Linked DNA regions of Hordeum vulgare: region 1 is linked to region 2. A link is a contact called in public Hi-C data. All regions are on one chromosome and are shown on one strand. Each heading gives the region's core, a stretch centred on a gene start, on an enhancer-like site or on the middle of the called end of the contact. The rest is flanking DNA. Distances are from core to core; before and after follow the strand shown. Region 1 holds the start of LOC123442538 (receptor-like protein 7). Region 2 holds the start of LOC123442535 (chloroplastic import inner membrane translocase subunit HP30-2-like).

Region 1 (6,814 bases), core at 2,996-5,495, 180 kb before region 2:
TTCTGCTCAAAACCACGAACTGTAAGCATGAAGAGGGTGCGTCGAACTCTCCTATAGGACCAGAAAGTTGGTTTTGACCAAGATTCAAGTAGGATAATTTTGGAAGAGCGAAAAGTGGTGCCGGAATATGACCTGTAGAATGAGGGGAGGTTATTATTCTCCATGTGCACTTCGAATATGGGGTATATATACACAACCGAGAGCTCATGAAAACAATAATAAAAAATTGGCAAGCTTCTGTTTATCAATGAAATCTTATCATCCAAATTTAAAAATTGGTCTGGCCATCTGCCATTGTACCACCTTGACACATTAAAAACATGTGACGGGCCATGAGGTATCCTGTGGTTTCGAGTCATAAACACATAAACTAACAAAAATTGTTCCCCTCACTACCACTATGACACACTACCCACTACTTCCACCCAGATATGCAGATTTTCCTTAGTCATTCATTTTCTTGTGTCTAACCTTATTCCCTTTCAGTATGAGGTGGCTTCTTGAGAATGTCAAAAATAATAAAGCGATAATTTGAATTTCATACTATAATCTTACCGCTCATATGATTATGAAAGAGATCCAGTTTTGTCAGTCGAGTTAAATTGAGAAGTGAACCTGGTATCCTCCCAGAAATGTTCCCGACTTCAATAGTTAGCTGTGTCAATTCCTTGAGTTGCCCAATTGCATAAGGTATTGGCCCAGAAAGCTTACTAAACGAAATAACCATGCTTTTCAAATTAGTGAGGTTCCCAACTGCAGATGGTAAGGCCCCAGTAAAGTCACAACTGTAGATTGCCAATCTTCTTAAGTTTCTGAGATAGCCAATTGCAGCTGGAATTGCTCCGCAATAATCACAATTCACCATAAACAAGCTTCTTAAATTTGTGAGGTTGCCTATTGAGGATGTAACTGAACCATGCAATTTGCAGTCGTGCATACCAGATATTTCCAACTTTTGCAAGTTAATGAGATTGCCAATTTCAGACAGTATGGGCCTAGGGAGGTTGCAATCAAACATCCTCAAGCTTCGCAACGCCTTCAGGTTGCCAATGGAGGAAGGCGTTGTCCAAGAGAAGTCGCACCTATAGATATCCAAGCTCGCCAAGTTTCTGAGGTCTCCAATCCATGAAAAAATCGGTCCCAAATCATTTTGTGAGTCCATCAAATTAACTTTCAACTGGCATAAAGACCCAAGTACACCGAATGAAGAGAGAAAATCCATCGACAGAAATTTCCCGTCAATAGTTAACTCCCTCAACAGCTTCAAATCGCCAGAAGAACTTGGTTTAGCATAGGAGAAGTTGGTCCCCTCTAGCCTCAGAGTATGTAGAGAACTTGCATGGGGAAAGTTTGGCAAATGCCCCGAGAGATTCGGGTTTGAGGACAAATCTAGGACCCTTAATTTTTTTAGTTGAAAAAATCTTTGAGGGAACCAACCCTGAAGATTCATATGTGAAAGCTGAAGCTCACTTAGATTGGGAAAATCTGCAAAGAACTCTGGAATCGGACCAACATCATTGGATCCAAGGTTGATCGCAACAAGAGATTGGAGGCTTGAGAGAGAATGATGGATAGGGCCATTCAGCCCGCATCCGCTCAAGCTAAGAACCTGAAGATTAGGAACATATTTTGCTAGAGCTTTGCCCCAATCTTCACCGCTGCTAGACATTATCTGCAATTTATCAAGGTAGAGCTCTCTTAAATTGTTGAGGTTCCCTACTAGGGTCTCAAAATTGGGCTCCCAAAGATGATTAAAACTGTCAGCTGTAGAGATAGGATCATCGTCACTGAAAACTGTGTGACTTGAAAGATCCAAGGAGACAAGGTTAACGAGTTTGCTGATGCCAATAGGTATAGGGCCATCCAAGCCCGAATTGGAGAGGTTGAGATGGGTTAGCGAACTAAGCCTCTCAAATTTCTGATGCCAATAGATGTTGTAACTGTAGTCCCCCAAAGAGTTCATGCTAAGATCAAGGCGTTGAAGGGATCTGAGGCTGAAGAGCGCAGGGTCCAAGCCATAACTGTTCAAGCCATGCCCACTGAGGTCGAGTACAGTCACAAGACCAGAAGAAGCATCACAGCTAATGCCCTTCCAGATACAGCAATTGGTGCCGTTTTCCCATGACGGAAGGAGAGTGGCGGTGATTGCTGCAGCAGAAAAGGATTGCTTCAGTTGGAGAAGGGCTGCAGCCTGGTCTTGATGGCACCACAGGGTGAGGTTACCATTACTGTGAGCTCTGGAGGTGGCCAGTATGGGGAGTTGTACAAGAAAGAGTAGTAGCGCCCAGTGAATGGAAGCCATTAGTCTAACACGGTACTGAACCTACAGCATGAGCTCAGATGTCCAAATGGACGTAAGTATATGTAGTGGTACTGCAATAAGACAACAATCAGTGCAATGATCCAAAATAATTAGTGCGATGACATATCTTGTTATGGATATTAACTCAAGTTTTTAGCCCGGTCTTCCTAAAGTCGTCCACTTAATGCAACGGGCCTGGGAAAGCTCCAGTCAATGCAAGCACGAGTCTTGCTGCGTGCAAGACGGGTTAAACGTAACTGTGACTCTTGTAGAATTTTCCACTAGACAGGGACCAGAGGTGACCTCAGAGCCATATATTTGACCTTTTCTGGTTTGGAGGATGGATCTTGTTTCACTGTCAGAGTTGCACTCTATTGGGATTTGAGGGTACCATCGACCATGACCATCTAGTGTTGCAGGTTAATTGCAGCACCAGCACGCAACTGCGAGTGAAAATATCGTTGATGAATGATAACAATATTCAGTGATGAAGAAAGCTCCAGACTTATATTTTGGTGTGCCACAGGTCATATGGGAATAGTTACTCTTGAGTCTTCATACGCTTATCACTAGCCACACACAATATATGCGCCATCAGATGATTAATTGTGGAGACTGATAGTTTGACCGTTTCCAAGTCAAGTAGGCACCATCAGATAGTTAATGGTGGCCAAATGACCTGCTACCAAGTTTGTTCCAGCTAATGGTTATCTTTTATAACAGCTTCCATTGTCTTAAAAGAAAATTAAGTAGGCAACTATATACAAGTACCAAGGAGGTGAACTTAACAAAATCTGAACTTGCAGGTTACAAGCCATGAATTGAGCCAGGCTTAGTTCCTCAGTATATCTCTAGCTAAGCTAATTCATCTTCAACTCGAAGTTGAGTGGACTCTATAGACTGCATGTATTTCTCAGAAATTTTACAGCAGTAAGAACAGAAAACTCACCATGGTACCTTATGACGCTAACCAGCTATTTCTAGACATTTCAGAAAGACTTCTCCAAATCTCGTTGACTCTCCGTCAGATTTTCTGTTCAGGTACGCAACTGCCTCCCGAGCGCTCTTGGATTTCTTTGCGCAAAGATCATATGAACTAACAGGATCAGAGGATTCTTCTCTTGAGTTGGAGGCTGCAGTGTGTGTGCTAATATCTGGCAAATAAACTGCAGCCTGCACGCCACTATCAGTACATTGTTATTTCCAAGTATCTTTTGCGGACGAAAGAAAACTTATAACAATACATTTCTAGGGTTACTGAATTGGGGGGAAACAAGGGCACCAAAACTTGTGAGCTCCAACTATGTTGAATAAACAGGCACTGTTAGTACCAGAAATTCATGAATTTATTCATAATAGACACACTATCTCATTCCTATTAGCCGCAGAAAATAAGCAGAACAAAGCAGTAAATCTACTGGAAAGCTCCATCTTCCTGCAGTGGAACGAGGATACTTGCACAAGTCACAAGAATGCCATCAGCGGCTAAAGTGGGGCGAACGGGTCGACGGGAGGAGGCCTTGGAGGAGGGGCGCAGAGGGGGCCGTCACCGCGCCGAAGGTCGCGGACGCCGGACGGAGAATGACCCGCGGAAGAGCTCGGCGAGGGCTGCGCTGCGTCCAGCAGCCGCTCGCGAAGGAACCGCTCCATCGCCGGAGAAGAATGGGTCGCGCTAGAAGCTGCCGTCGCTGGCGTGTCAGCGGGACTGGACGGCGGGGTGGCCGTGGTGCTCCGGTAACCGGTGACGGTGGCGGCCGCCGCGAGCAAATTGGTTGGGGTTTCCGAACAAGGTTGGACGGTATGGGCCACAGTGGGCTTGGGCTTGGGCTAGTCCACATGAAAAATAAAAGCTAATGGGCTAATGGTACACAGTGCCAGTGAGTTTTAAGAAGAAGAAAACTCGGCCACTGCCAAGTCATTTTAAGGTCATGTAAACCCCTGTACCCCTTTAGAGCATCTCCAACAGGCGCGCTTCGCGTCGCGTCTAAAAAACAAGTTTGCCGCACGCTGGTCGCCTGGTTTGGCGCGTCGCGCAGCGCTGGCTCCAGCGGTAGCTTTAAAATACAGCGCGCGCGCTCCGTTCCAGCAGCGCGCAAAAATGCAGCTCGACGCGGAATTTTTTTCACCTTGGGGGCGTTTCGTCGAACACGTGGTGCGCGTCGGCCGCCGGCTCAACGAGTGAGCTCGCCGGCGCTTCGGTAGACTCCGCGCCCGTCCGCCGCCCTGCAACCTTCTTCTTTGCCTTCGAGCTGCCGGAGCCGTCCGTCGCCTTCTTCTTCGCGGATGTTTTTCCTTTCTTTGGCTCCGACGCATTGGGGAGTTTTGACGGTGCGACGGCGGCACGGGACAGCGCCGGCGCGACGCCACCCGTCGGCGTGGTCATCCGCGGCGGCAAGAAGAGGCTGCGCGCGAGGCCGACGGTCAGCGGAGCTCCGGCGGCGGCGCCAGCGCCAACGCCCGCCGCGCTAGGGTTTTCGGCGGCGGCGCCAGCGCCAACGCCCGCCGCGCTAGGGTTTTTGGTGGCTGCACAGCGGGGTCAACGGGGTGCCGGTGTGCGCGTCCATGGAGGCAGGGGCGCTGGCGCCGGCGCGCGCAGGAGCAAAGGAGGAAGAAAAGGGGCGAGTTCGCTCGCGCGCTCGAGTCTGCCGCGCGCGGAAGTGGACGCCCGAAATACACAGCGCGGGATGAGGCTATGGACAGCGCGTCCAACTCGTTTTAGCGCGCGCGCGGTTTTTGCGCGCCCGCTGAAGCTGTCCGCCGCGTTGCGCGCGTGCTATAATTGCCTTTTTTGCGGCGCGGCGCTAGTATAGCGCGGCTGTTGGAGATGCTCTTATACAACTACAAATTCAATCAACTTATTATGACACTGCCTTAGTCATTTTAAGGTCATGTAAACCCCTGTACCCCTTTACAATGGCTTCTTGAATCATTGTCCTAGTAAAGGTCTGTGTGATTGATACCTGGTTTGTCGAGGCTCGTGCCAGTTGATTCCTGCCTTCCTGGGCTGAGTGGGCTGGGGCATGTGAAATTTGTGTTTAGAATTTGTACATTTCTCTTATACTGGACAGGTTTACTCAAAAGCGAGGAGCAAAACGTCTTCGGAGCCAAAGTGAGACACTGATGAGCGAGGCTACCATTCTTGGTCTCTCATGGGCGTCACTTCTGTAGCATCGAGGGCATCTTGTATTCCTGGGACTTGCAAGGATCCTAGTACAAACCACGTACACACCGACATACGATAAAACTGAACAAATAGTAGAACGGTAGCTTTCGCAAAAAAAAAAAAAAAGTCAGGAAATAAAATTACAAACAAACCGAAGGAACCTCTGAGCTTGGCACCAACGCCCGCACCTGCCTCTGACACCACCACAATAGCCATAGAAGAAAAGAAAAATGACATGGATTGAACATGTATAAATGACATGGTTGTATTTGTCTTGCAAAACAATTTTATTTAATGCCCTGACCAACGATGATTTAGGGGTTAATCTCAGCAACAAAGAAACACTAGCCGAGCTAACTGATGGTTCAAATTTCAAAAGGCACACAAGGTCTGTGCTCTGTCTTCGTCATAAGTTTCTATGCTCACAGCAAAAAAAAAAAGGCAAAGCTGATGATTTGCCTCCAGATAGCCTGCAAATTATGCAGGACGTTCCTTTCGCGACGTCAACTCCGAGAAAGTACCCGACAAATCGCTGACGCATGTTCCTTCAGTTGCCAGACCGCGGGAGTTTGTACATGATCCACCAGGCACGGGCTGGCCTTCTCGGATGCTTGCCCATTCTGCGCTTTCTCCGAGACAACTCAGCATGTCATTCTTCACTGCCCCTCTGTCCAACAGTTCTGGCATGCCGCCCCTCTTCACAAACAAATGTTGCTCAAGATGTGCTCATCACTTGGTTCTTTGGTCAAACCTAGTAGTTATCTGTTCGGTCTTCCTCAGATGTGCTCATCACTTGGTTCTTTGGTCAAAACCGGTGTTCCAATGCGGTTCAGCAATCTCTTCTTTGAGGCTGGAGCTTTTCCCATCTAGCAACTCTGCTAAGGCTTGTACAGCTGCGGCTTTTTTTTGCTCCTTTTGTATTTTTTGCTTATCAGCCCCTGCCTCAGGGCTTTCTTCTCTTCCATATATTGCTATAAATAAACAACTTTAATTAGGTTGAGAATTGTTCAGGCCAGCCTTTTGCACGACGTATCTTTAGCGCTGCGTTAAAATGCAACCGTCAAACTCACATTATCGACCACTTTTGACTCTTCATCGAACATATCTTCGGTGACGTTCTCAGTCGTGAGATCCTGATTCACCAGTGTGCACCGCACGACGAACTCGTCCTTATACATCATACGATGCGGTGCCATCTTCTGTGCTTGAAATGTTATGGTGACATTGATCTTGGACTGGGGTGGTACAATTCCTTTGCTCGGCTCTATGAGGTACTGTACACTTGACGTTTGGACGTAGAAGGCAATGTAATCATCCCTCGGGTTACTTAGTTGAAGTAAGCATAGTAT
Region 2 (6,963 bases), core at 567-3,066:
CAAGATGGGTTATGGAGAAAATTACAACATTAAATGTGATATGGACAAAATTCAACTAGATTCCTTCAGATGTTTTTTCTGAATATTTCTTCAGTTGAAATTGAAACATGGGATCTTATGGATATTATCCTAGAAATAAATATCTTGTGCCAATCAGAAATTTATTGCTAAATTTCATCTGCTAGGCAAGCTTGATTGCTCCTGTTGTGCTTCCTTGGCAACTCGGCGAGACGCTTCATGTGTCTTCCTGCTGCGCGTCACAAGCGCAAACAGCTGCACCTTGTTGGTTTTGGCCCATGGGATATGCTTTCTATTGCAATAGAAACTGACTCGATTGCCATATTTGCTCTACTTCCTAAAGCATTGCATACCAGAAGTCGACCTACACTACAACTTTCTGTAAGATATATTTGGGGCCTCGGGAGAATACCAGCGACATCTTTTGCAGCAAATCTGAAAGGATTACAAGCAGTAAAAGAGGTTAAATGTTCTCCTAAGAATATTACAGAGTTTGCCCATAACCGTTTGAACTTGACGAAAATCATGTACTCCTCTTGGACTGATACTACTTGAAGTCCGAGCCGCTGGCTTGGGGATAAAACAGAACAAAAGGGAAATGTTGCTAGCTGATGATGAACCTGAAGAATGGCCTATCATGTGCCAGGAAGCTGGCAAAGATGTCACAAACTGTGACATGCAGAAGGGAGAAGAGAATGGGCATATCCAGTAAACAACTTAAGGAGACAGAACATGCGCTAGGCATCTACTCCCTCCGTTCCTAAATATAAGTCTTTCTAGAGATTTCACTAGTGGACTACATACGGATGTATATAGACATATTTTAGAGTGTAGATTCAATCATTTTGCTCTGTATGTAGACTCCAAGTAAAATCGCTTAAAAGACTTATATTTAGGAACGGAGGGAGTATGCTATATTTTTCTCTGTATATTAATACTACTTGAAGAAATGACACCATTTTTCCGGTGAAAAGTAATGAGACCCATTAAGAACAATAACTAGGACATAAACTGTTTTGCATACTAGCCTAGTTCTTCCTAGCTACTAGTATTTATGTACAGAGTGATTAATACAGTAGTTGATTTCATCACTAACAGGCAAATGGAATTCACCCTATGCCCGGTAAGTGAAGAGTTCGAGGGGATAAAGGGTGATTCACCGCTCATGGCAAAGAATAGTTGCAAATTTGTAGAAATCACGTGGGTGTTGCTCTGCTTGCTGGCTCAACCATTTATCTCCTCCTCATAGCTGCCGTTTTCCTCCTCATTTCATTCAGGTTTCCCCTTTGGTTATTTCAGTTGCTTTTATCTTTCTCTTCTCCTTTATCTTCTCCGGCATTCTTTCAGATTATTTATTTTCCCTCTTTCCATTTTGATTTTGTATTCCTCATTTTACGAATTTTACAATGAACATTCCTTAAACCCGTGAACATTTCAAAAATAACTGTAAACTTTTACTAATTACCCGGCATTTACTGAAACGTGAGACCATTTCTAAAATCCATCAACCTTTATATATAATTACTGAACATTATTATAAACTAGAGAGCACCTTATAAATTCATCATCGTTTTACAAAATCACGAACAGTTTTAACCCGTGCACATGATTTTAAAAACTCATGGCTTTTTAAAAAATACCATGAACATCTTCCTTACATTGAAGACGTTTTTTTTTTCATGAACAGTAGAGCTATTTTTCTTCCCCGAAAGCCCATCGGCCCGGCCCATGCGCGCGAACCGGCCACTATATCCTTCGCTACGTGCGAAGAATAGGAGGCCCCCTCCTCCGTACAGAGCGGCCGTTTCCTAAGGGCGAAAGAAGCAGAGGGGATTCGGTTGCGATGGCCTCCTCCTCCTCCACCACCTCGCCGGCGGCGCAGGCGCGCGGCGGCCGAAACCCGCTGGAGGAGTGGAGCGGGCGGGTGAGGGCGCTGGAGGCGGGGTTCCGCGCGTGGATGGCGAAGCAGCCCGTCCACGTCGAGGCGGCGGTGACCACGGCGGTGGGGGCGGTTCAGGGCGGGGCGCTCGGGGGCCTCATGGGATCGATCACCGCCGACGGGGGAGCGCCGTGGGTGCCGCCGCTTCCCCCCAACGCCAACCCGCAGGCCATGGCGTCTTTCAAGCAGGCCCAGGTCGCCAACCCTATATAAATATAGACATCCTCTGCTTATTTTACCCTGGTTTATTTATTTCTTGTTGATGGATTGCTCGTGATTAATTGAAAACTATTGTGCGCGCGATTGGAACATGTTTTCTCACAATTTATGCTGTGTAATATTGGCTTGTGACCCGTCACTTTTGATTCCTGATCTGTGCAAGTCAACATAGGTGAAGGCCTGCATTTTCAATCTGACGACATATCAAATGTTGGCCGGATAGATATCTCATGAATCCTAAGTTTTGAACTTTCACATGATGGTCACCAGCCTGCTTGATTGCCTCGCAGGCTTTAGCTGCTGGCCCGTTGGTGCAAGCGCGGAACTTTGCAGTTATGAGCGGTACGAACGCAGGCATATCATGTGTCATGAGAAGGATACGCGGAGTAGAGGACATCCAGGGCAGGTGAGGCTTAGCTATTTCATTTTAGCTGGCAGATTGCAAGGACTATAGCTTGTATCATCAGTGTGGTGTCCCATACATACATGCGTTTTAATCTTGGCAATGCAAAGATGCAATAGATGTTCCTTTTGGTATATAATTATCCAAAGGATGGTCCTTATTTCACAGATTCAGGTTTCTGGCTGTTAAGTCTTCAATTCCAGTTAAGAAATCGATACTTGTCACTTTATGCATGACGGACGTCCTATTTGTATTTTTTTTATAGCATGGCAGCCGCTTTTGGTTCCGGTGTTATCTTCTCTCTGGTGAGTGGAATGGGAACTCCTAATCCGGTCGCAAGCGCCATCACATCTGGTGTTGGTTTTGCGGTATTTCAGGGTGGCTTTTTCATGGTAATGATCTAGTCATCTTTGTTGGTTATTACAATTTGGATTCATTTTTCTGTGCAGTCCATCTTGCCACTAAATCTTCAATGTTGATGAAAGGTCAATTTGCTGTTCTATTGCCTGTTCATGATCTTTTGTGGTTTGGATGGGTACGTTAATAATTCAGTAAATGGATAATGTTTTGCCTTGCATGTGGAGATGACAGTTGCTTCTGTACATTAGATGAATCATGACTAATTTTAAAGTAGATACAGCATGTGTTTCACCAGAGCATCATAAACCGCCATTTACCATTTAAAATTAATAATTAATTTTATTTTGATGGTATTGCCTGCATGGAAATGTTGGGCATATCAGAAATATTCTGATGGCTTGTTTGCTTCAGCACTTCCATGTCTCCTTTTTAATTTCAGTATTATAAACCTCACTGTGAATTATCTCTAGAACATGGCCACACACACACACACACACACACACATCCATGAATTTCAGTATTATAAATTTTTTGCTTGACTTTTGTTAATTTGTGAGTGTAAACACACACACACACACACACACACACACACACACACACACACACACACACATTATGCTGAAATCGAAAAGGATGCTTCTCTTTTTTTCTCCAAATCTTCTTTGCTTTGATGAAATTACTACGTACCTTGTCATCAACCCACAACTAACTGATATATGATTGTCGGTATGGTATTCATATTGTATAATAAATAATTCTGCTTATTGGTATGTAGATTGGGCAGAGGTTCTCGAAGCCAGAGGGGGTGAGTGAAACTAACTACTATGCCAAGACAAGTAGCATGTTACAAAATCTGGGTCTCGAGAAATATGAGAAGAATTTCAAGAAGGGTCTCCTTACTGATCATACCTTGCCCCTCCTTACTGACAGGTAAGTTTATTTAGGTCCGGTTGTGTTCGATACCCTTTTAGTTATGCATGTAAGATGTATTCATTTTACTCTACTTCATTCATGTTGCCTTATTAGTGCTTTGAAAGATGTGAAGATTCCCCCTGGCCCCAGACTGATCATACTTGATCAAATTAAAAGGTTTGGGATCATTCCACAAGAATTTCATGGTTCTAGATCTATTTTTTCTTACTTGAATTTATTTGTTTGTTCTGTCTGTATATATTTCCCAGGGATTCTGGGCTGGCGAAAGCACAGTGAAAACTTGCCGCTATCTGCTGGTGGTTCTTTTTTAGTTTGTTACAGATAGTATCATCCGGAGCTATGTCCATCTCTGTCTTGATGATAACCTTTCTGGGCACCGCCACTTAATCTGAAGGCGGAAGCAGTTTTGGTTGTCTAGTTATTATTAGAGTGTAAGCGGTTTTGCAACTCATTATTTGATTTCTTGTAATAATTTTTTCGTTGATAAATGATTTCTGGTAATAATTAGTTGCCTGCATCTTTGAGTTCCAACCCAGTCATTCTACTCTGTAACACAAATAGCAATGTGTGATTTGTTGAATTTTGTAATAGATCACAGTTTTTGTGTAAAATTCCTGTGGAGGTGAGTCTGTCAGCATTTGCTCTGGCAGCGGTTAAACCATTGGATCTTCCGGTTAGAGAAGTTCATTGCTGCTCAAATCTAGTACATCAATTTTCAAGTTCCAATCCCTCACCACGGCCTCTTTTGCAATTTTGAGCACACTGAAGCTATATACTCCCTCCGTTCCTAAATATAAGACATTTTAGAGATTCAATATGAGACTACATACAGAGCAAAATGAGTGAACCTACACTCTAAAATATGTTTATATACATCTGTATGTAGTTCATAGTGGAATTTTTAAAAGGTCTTATATTTTGAAACAAAGGGAGTATGATTTTTGAAACTTTTTTTTTGCAACAGAGGTATTGTTGCAGAAAAACTTTACAAATGAGGTGATGTTGCATATTTTCTTGCCTTCATCTTTATATGGCGTTACACAAGAAAGCTTTACAACATGACTGATTGGGCAAAACAAAACACCAGAAAGCTTTACAACATGACTGATTGGGCAAAACAAAACACCACCGCCGCGAGTCCGACGGATGATGGTGAGGGAGGAGGGGCGCACCACAATCGTTCTAGCTTGACCTGCGACCAAGTCGCATCGCCATCATCCTTCTCTCCAGCAAGGTGTACACCATTGATTGACGATATATCTGGCCATGGGCCGGACCGGGCCTAAAAAGCCCATACCAAAGAACTAAGGCCCAGGCCCGGCCTAGGCCCTATCATCATGCCTACTTTTCAAGCCCAAGCTCAACCCATATGTTGAAAAGCCCGTCGGACCTAGGGCCCCGGGCCAAGCCTTTTCCTTAAAATCTCAATATATATGCCAAGCCCAAGCCCAGCCCGGTCTTGTTGGCGGGCTCAAAACTCAAGGCCAAGCCCCCGGCCCACGAGCAAGCCCATCGGACCTAGGGTCGTGGGCCAGGACTTTTCCTTAAAATCTCAATATATATGCCAAGCCCAAGCCCAGTTCGGTCCTATTGGCGGGCTCAAAACTGAAGGCCAAGCCCTAGCCCACAGGCAAGCCCGACGGGCCTAGGCCGTAGATTTTCGGGTCGTGCCTGGGTGGGCCGAACGGATCGGGACAGAGATGGTCAGGCATAATTGACGATGAGGCACTTGCGTACATGAGAGAGATTGTATGAAGAGATAAGGTGAGGCATGAGGGAGAGAGACGTGCATGGTCCAATAGGCCACGTGTCACCAAGCGAAGCGATGGACACCCCACACTAGATCCGTCGGATGAGCAAAAGTGGTTTCCTATTAATAATCAAGAAGTGAATTAGACGGTAACGCGCGACTTGCCAAACGGTTAGTCAAGTTTTTCTTTTCCTTCGCAATTACGGTAATAGTCTAGCAATTTTACATCAAAAATGAAAAGTATAACTAAACTGTGCATAGTTGTACCCTGATTTGTTCGATTTATGGTGTTTGGTTTGGTGTTTCTCATCGCTAGTTTAGAAGCGAATTAGAAAATATTTGTAAATTTTTAAAAATGTTCACAGATTTGAAAGAGATTCCTCAAATTTTAGAAATGTTCACGAATTCGAATACTCCATCTTTCCAAAAATGTAAGGCACGTGTTGAAATTCTTGGTCTTCATGGCACAACTTTGACTATAATTTTCACTTATTGTATGCCTATACAGGTTTATAAAGACATACTCCCTCCGTTCGGAAATACTTGTCCTAGAAATGGATATAATTGATGTATTTATAACTAAAATAAGTCTAGATACATTCATCTCTAGGACAAGTATTTCCGGACGAAGGGAGTATGAAATAGAATTGTTTTGCAAGACAAATGTGGTGATACTATTGATACATGTTTAATCCATGCATTTTGGTATATATTAATGCATGGTCAAAGTCGTGCATCAAAGACCATGCAAAGTCACGCCTTATATTTTGGGAGGGAGGGAGTACTATTTATGAATGAAAGATAAGTTTATACCCCCTCCGTTCCTAAATATAAGTCTTTTAAAAAAATTCACTAAGAATCTACATACATTTTAAAGTATGTTTATATACATTCGTATATAGCCCCTTAGTAAAACCTTTAAAAAGACATATATTTAAAAACATAGAAGTATAAATTTAAAGATTTATCTATCTATCAAAATAAACCTGCTACGTTTACTTGAGAATAGACCCAATCACAGACCACAACTGATCCACTTCCTAACACGTGGGGCCACAAATGCAGAAACCACATCGTGGATCAGGATGCTCCTTTCCTAGACAGCTTAGTAGAACCCTCGGCCTTAAGGCTTATAGCATCTCTTTAATTTGGATTTGACCATTTCTTTCCTTTTCCAAAATAAATTGGATTTATATGGAGTTTTCCAAATCTTTATTTGAATGATGACTCATTGGACTTACGACTTGAGAATAAGAATTCTTTTCACCTGCATCCAAGTGCATCCAAGACTCCCACACACCACAAGATTTGACTAACATTTCTACACAACCCTATCCACAT

Evidence for each region. Hi-C and Micro-C count contacts between places; a contact is called where the count stands out from the background.
Region 1: a contact with region 2 is called in a Hi-C map of seedling, with 2.3 times the contacts expected there. The contact joins the promoter of LOC123442538 here to the promoter of LOC123442535 in region 2. A contact is called at or near these places in 2 of 6 Hi-C or Micro-C datasets (leaf and seedling).

Annotation. Positions count from the first base shown.
Region 1 is chr3H:12,927,911-12,934,724 of MorexV3_pseudomolecules_assembly, reverse strand. LOC123442538 (receptor-like protein 7) reads right to left here and starts at 4,245. Exons shown (of 2, transcript XM_045118607.1): 1 at 556-4,245; 2 at 1-132. The coding sequence starts at 2,302. LOC123442536 (U-box domain-containing protein 32-like) reads right to left here. Exons shown (of 14, transcript XM_045118604.1): 13 at 6,536-6,814; 14 at 5,734-6,436. The coding sequence ends at 6,344.
Region 2 is chr3H:12,743,554-12,750,516 of MorexV3_pseudomolecules_assembly, reverse strand. LOC123442535 (chloroplastic import inner membrane translocase subunit HP30-2-like) reads left to right here and starts at 1,816. Exons shown (of 6, transcript XM_045118603.1): 1 at 1,816-2,152; 2 at 2,467-2,582; 3 at 2,845-2,971; 4 at 3,715-3,869; 5 at 3,966-4,028; 6 at 4,121-4,483. The coding sequence starts at 1,862. The coding sequence ends at 4,148.